Linked DNA regions of Salmo salar: region 1 is linked to region 2. A link is a contact called in public Hi-C data. All regions are on one chromosome and are shown on one strand. Each heading gives the region's core, a stretch centred on a gene start, on an enhancer-like site or on the middle of the called end of the contact. The rest is flanking DNA. Distances are from core to core; before and after follow the strand shown.

Region 1 (3,069 bases), core at 362-2,861, 170 kb before region 2:
TGGAATGGAGTGTTTGGTTTTCTCCAGACATAATGGGACTCATCCCATCCAAAAAGTTGACTCAAATTTGCCAAAAAGCACCTGGATGATCATCAAGACTCTTGGAAGAATATTCTATGGACAGATTAGTCAAAGTATAATTTTGGGGGGGGACGACAGTGGTCCCATTATGGGGCGATAGGTAGCCAAGTGCGTTGGGCCAGTAATCGAAAAGTTGCTGGATCGAATCCCCGAGCTGACAAGGTAAAAAATCTGTCGTTCTGCTGCTGAACAAGGCAGTTAACCCACTGTTCCTAGGCTGTCATTGTAAAATAAGATTTTTTTCTTAACTGACATGCCTAGTTAAATAAAAAAATAAAAAAGGCAAAACATATGTTAACATTGCCAGAACAAGTGAAATAGATAATAAATGAAATGAACAGTGTGGTCTTGTGTGGCTCAGTTGGTAGAGCATGGTGTTTGCAACACCAGGGTTGTGGGTTCGATTCCCATGGGGGACCAGTATGGGGGAAAAAATGTATGAAATGTATGCACTCACTACTGTAAGTCGCTCTGAGTGTCTGCTAAATTACTAAAATGTAAACAGTAAACATTACACTCACATAAGTTCCAAAGGAATAGAGACATTTCAAATGTCATATACAGTGTTGTAACAATGTGCAAATAGTTCAACTGCAAAAGGGAAAATAAATCAATTGCGTTCGTTCTTCAATGATTGCCCTTTTCTTGTGGCAACAAGTCTGAAATCTTTCTGCTGTGATGGTACACTGTGTTATTTCACCCAATAGATATGAGAGTTTCATTATCTATTCTATAAATTATGTCTAAACAGTGATCAATTCACCAATTTCCTCTCAAGAGGTTGTGAAAATAACTGTACATTGTAAATCTATCCTAAAGAGGGTTGCAGGTAGCCTAGCGGTTGGGCCAATAACTGAAAGGTTGCTGGTTTGAATCCCCGAGCTGACTAGGTGTAAAATCTCTCTCTGTGCCCTTGAGCAAGGTACTTAACCCTAATTGCTCTTGTAAATTGCTCTGCATAAGAGTGTCTGCTAAATCAGTGGTTCCTAGGACTCCTGGGGGGTACTTGGCCTATCCATAGGGGATACTTGATGAGACCATAGCCCTTTGGTGAAAATGCACATGAAGGGGAAAGCAAAATACAAGACGAAAGCAATTTACAAAAAAAAATGTATGCATGCATTCACTACTGTAAGTCGCTCTGGATCAGAGCGTCTGCTAAAATGACTAAAATGTAAAATTCAGTTGGTGGTACATTAACCGAAAACGGTAGGGAACCACGGTGCTAAACGACCTAAATGTAAACGCTTGGCGTTGAATTCCCCGCCTTTTATTGAACGCGGAACCAATACTGTCCAATGACATGACTAGAACAGTCATGGCTAGAAGGGATACAGCTTTTGTAAAAAAAAAAAAAAAAATGTCAGATTTGGACTTCGAATGATCGTAACAGGATAATTAGGTTAATGTTATGAAAATGGTTTAAGAGTTAGCTTAAAAATTCAACCAAAAAAATAGATATACTTTTGACAAAAAAACTTTATCCCTTTGACCGACTGGAACATTCTTGAAGGGATCGCTACGTAAGTTCCTGCAACATCTTGTTGTGAAAACGAACTGACATCAAAAACATTGGCAGAAAATTTTTTTTTTATTTTTTATACCAAACAAGATCCATTTTATTTAGCAACCTTGTCAGCTTTAGATATTATCTCAGGTCGGAACGCACAATTTAATACAACATTTTTTATATCAAAACGTCATTCTTCAAATATTGTATTCAATGGAAAAACGGAATGGCCACCACGGCGAGAATGAACCGGAGACCGGGGGAAACGAAGAGACGACGGAGCCTCCACCGAAACAGTCGCGGTCAAGGAGTGACGAGTCGAGTAATATAATTAGATTAGACGGTAACAACATGGAGACGACTAAGGCCGGTGGTAGTAGTAGTAGTAGTAGTAGTAGTAGTAGTAGTAGTAGTGGTGGTGCCACCGGTGAACGACGCACATCCACAGCCAACTATTCATCAAGGCAAAGGATTGACTCTCTGAGAAAGATCAGACCACGTACGTTTTGAACAGTAACTTTTACCTGTCGTGTTAATGTTAGCATAACGGAGCAGCGTAATATATAACTATCGTGTTAATGTTAGCATAACGGAGCAGCATAATATATACCTATCGTGTTAATGTTAGCATAATAGATAACTATCGTGTTAATGTTAGCTAACGGGCAGCATAACAGATAACTATCGTGTTAATGTTAGCATAATAGATAACTATTGCGCTAATGTTAGCTAACGGGTAGCATAACATAACTATCGTGCTAATGTTAGCTTACGGAGCAGCATAATATATAACTGTCGTGTTAACGGGTAGCATAATATATAACTGTCGTGCTAATGTTAGTTTACGGAGCAGCATAATATAACTGTTGTGCTAATGTTAGTTAACGGGCAGCATAACAGATAACTATCGTGTTAATGTTAGCATAATAGATAACTATCGTGCTAATGTTAGCATAATAGATAACTATCGCGCTAATGTTAGCTAACGGGTAGCATAATATATAACTGTCGTGCTAATGTTAGCTTACGAGCAGCATAACAGATAACTGTAAATGACTGTCTTCTCTTGTGGTCTTGTCATTTCTAGTTGTACAATGTGAACTAGCCTGTTAGCTTAGCTTCAATGTTTTTCAGCAGCAGGCAGACAAGATGGCGTCTCAGTACACACTGCTATTAGTGGGAGGACCGTGTATACACACAGCGGTCTACTGTTATTGTCATATCTATTAGCATTGTATTGAAGAAGATGGTTCAACAAGCTTTGTTGTGTCACGATTGCCCGACATTTTTTTAAAGAAACAGTTGACATTTTTTATATATATGTTGTAGTGTTAGTTGATGCCAAACCTTAACTAGATGTCATTGTGTTACTGTATGTAGTGTGTTGTTGACATTTGATTCGCTGTTCACCCTCCCTCCTAATCACTTCCTGACCTGTCTCTATGCAGCAACTCCATTTGTATGTACTGTTGCTGACA
Region 2 (2,893 bases), core at 197-2,696:
AGTAAAAAATCATTTTAACTTCCTTATTTTAAGGAAACCAGACGGAACAATTTTCTTGTATTTTTTATTTATTTACGGATAGCCAGGGGCACACTCCAACACTCAGAAAATAATTTACAAACAAAGCATTTGGGTTTAGTGAGTCCGCCAGATCAGTGGCAGTAAAGATGACCAGGGATGTTCTCTTGATAAGTGTGTAAATTGGACCACTTTCCTGTCAAACTGTAACGAGTACTTTTGGGTGTCAGGGAAAATGTATGGAGTAAAAAGTACATTATTTTCTTTAGGAATGTAGTGAAGTAAAAGTTGCCATAAATTTAAATAGTAAAGTACAAATACCCCCAAAAACTACTTAAGTAGTATTTGAAAGTATTTTTACTTAAGTACTTTACTGTTCTAATTATGTTGGTAACCAGTTTATAATAGCAATAATGCACCCTGGGGATTGTGGTATATGGCCAATATACCACAGCTAACGGCTGTATCCAGGCACCCCACGTTGCGTCATGAATAAGAACAGCCCTTAGCCGTGGTATATTGGCCATATACCATACCCCCTTGTGCCTTATTGCTTAATCATAGCAGTCGACGAGTTAAACGGACATCCATTGATGGAAAATGATCTGGCGAGTTTAATACGGGCAAATAATATTTTCTCTTGCCACATTTAAAATTCCTTTATTATGTCATATCTTGCAATAATAATCATTTTGAGGAAACCCACATTTTGATTCTAACGTCATTACAAGTTACTATGATATGAATTCTTAATTGGCTCAATAACGTTATGGAAAAAAAGTGTTTATTGTATAAATATGGCAACTTCTCTCTTGCTGTGAAAAAATAATTTGGGTCTAGTTTACTAACCATGGCGGAGTTAATGCCAACAAAATGACACCATATTTATCTTTATGGCTATGAATGGGATAACTGAATAGCTAACGTTACTTATTTATTATCAGTACTGAAACTAATCAGTCAGACAATTTCACTTTTATACACAACTAGCTATCAGTAACCTTAAGATTGAATCTTAAAGATTTTTGGTCTGAAACATTAAACGTGCATTGGTCTAGTCTTACCTCAGCGCTCTCATGATCAGGTCATATTCGGTGAATCTCTCCCTGAGGACCACCATCTCTACCGGGTCGACGGGAGGTGGCGTTTTGATGCGCCCCTCTTTGGATTTGGCCTTTGGATCGGTGCGGGTCTTCCTACCCCGGACAGCCTCAACAAGCACGGCTCCACGGGGGGCGAGAAGCCGGATTACCGGGTTACTTCTGGTAATAATTTGAAACATACTGACTGACAATCGACCTACTTACTCTAAAAATTTAATCGCAAATATTTACGTACAACTATCAATAAAATGCGTGTATGTATTTAGCGGAAACATACAAGTGGCTTCACGAAGCAGCCATGTTGATAAAATAAATCCCGGAAGCATTACCAAGGTTACGTAAATAACTTCCGGGTCAATGTCTAGGTTGAAGTTCAGACAGAACAATGAGACAGATATTTCACCGGATGTATAAATGTGAAGCATCTAGTTCGCGTTTCCACTCATTACCAAATAAGTTAGTGAGAGGAAGCCCAGTTACTTGAAGTGGGGGAAAAAATGGATTTTGGCCCTATATTCTTCACATTTTCTCATCGATAAAAATTTGATTTCAATACAGTTTTCTGTTTCTAAAACTAGAATCTGTTAAGAACAGAGTGGACATATTTTTTTGTAGACATTACCCGTTACAAAAATAAAACAGAAATAGGTTGTTTTTAAGGAGTGTAAGGACACTTCACAAACTTAACTCGCTAGCTCATGCTTGTCTCTGCCCACTATTATACATTTTCTGCCATTAGAAACGACAGGCTGTGGTCGATCTTGGCTTAGTTATACACATCTTTGGTTGAATGGTTTCCACTAAAAAGCACAGCCACAACGTCAAAATGGTCTATAATCATAAACATTTATGAAAACACAAATTACCTTTTTGGTCTTAATTTAAAAGATTAGGTTTAGCCATCTAATGCACATTCAGATGTTATAAATCAGCACTGCAGAGCTCTCCCTGTTATCTGCCGTGCCTTGATTGTATTACTGTTGATGATATCTGGAAATGTGCATGTACACCCTGGTCCATCTACTGTTGCTAGCCCCAATTCTGACTGGTGCTCTGATATCTGCTTCACTGATTTCTGCTCTCGTAAAAGCCTGGGTACTCTGCATGTTAACACTATAAACTTATTAACTAAAATGGATCAATTGAAAGTGTGGGTTCACAGCTCCAATCCAGATGTGTTGATCATTACTGAGACGTGATTATTACGGAAGAGTGTTTTGAATACTGATGTTAACCTTTCTGGTTATAACCTTTTTTGGCAAGACAGATCTTCCAAAGGTGGTGGAGTGGGAATCTTTACCAAGGATCACCTTCAGTGCTCAGTTGTCTCCACCGAGTCTGTCCCCAAACGATTTGCTGGTTTTAAGCATTCAACTTTCAAATAGCTCTTTGTTGACTGTTGCTGGGTGCTATCGTCCTCCATCAGCACCGGCCTGTACCCTACCTGCCCTAAGCTCTCTCCTGGCCCCTTACACTAAGTCTGAATTTGTCCTGCTAGGTGACCTAAACTGGGACATGCTTAAACCACCTGACCAAGTCCTAAAGCAATGGGACTTCTCAGATTCTTACCAATCCCACAAGGTATGACTCCAAATACCCAGAAGAGCCTTCTCTCCTCGATGTTATCCTCACAAATAATCCTGATTAGGTATCAGTCTGGTGTTTTATGTAATGACCTTATTGATCACTGTTTTACAGCCTGTGTTCGTAATGGCTGCTCAGTGAAACAACCTGTCCTGATTTGTCATAGACGCTTGAAAAAACTTTCATGA

What was found. Hi-C and Micro-C count contacts between places; a contact is called where the count stands out from the background.
Region 1: a contact with region 2 is called in a Hi-C map of muscle, with 5 times the contacts expected there. The contact joins the promoter of LOC106611469 here to the promoter of mrps26 in region 2. A contact is called at or near these places in 2 of 3 Hi-C or Micro-C datasets (gill and muscle).

What each region holds. Positions count from the first base shown.
Region 1 is chrssa09:51,003,592-51,006,660 of Ssal_v3.1, reverse strand. It overlaps LOC106611469 (pantothenate kinase 3), which reads left to right and starts at 1,611. Exons shown (of 9, transcript XM_014211702.2): 1 at 1,611-2,090. The coding sequence starts at 1,805.
Region 2 is chrssa09:50,837,707-50,840,599 of Ssal_v3.1, reverse strand. It overlaps mrps26 (mitochondrial ribosomal protein S26), which reads right to left and starts at 1,446. Exons shown (of 4, transcript XM_014211690.2): 1 at 1,083-1,446. The coding sequence starts at 1,300.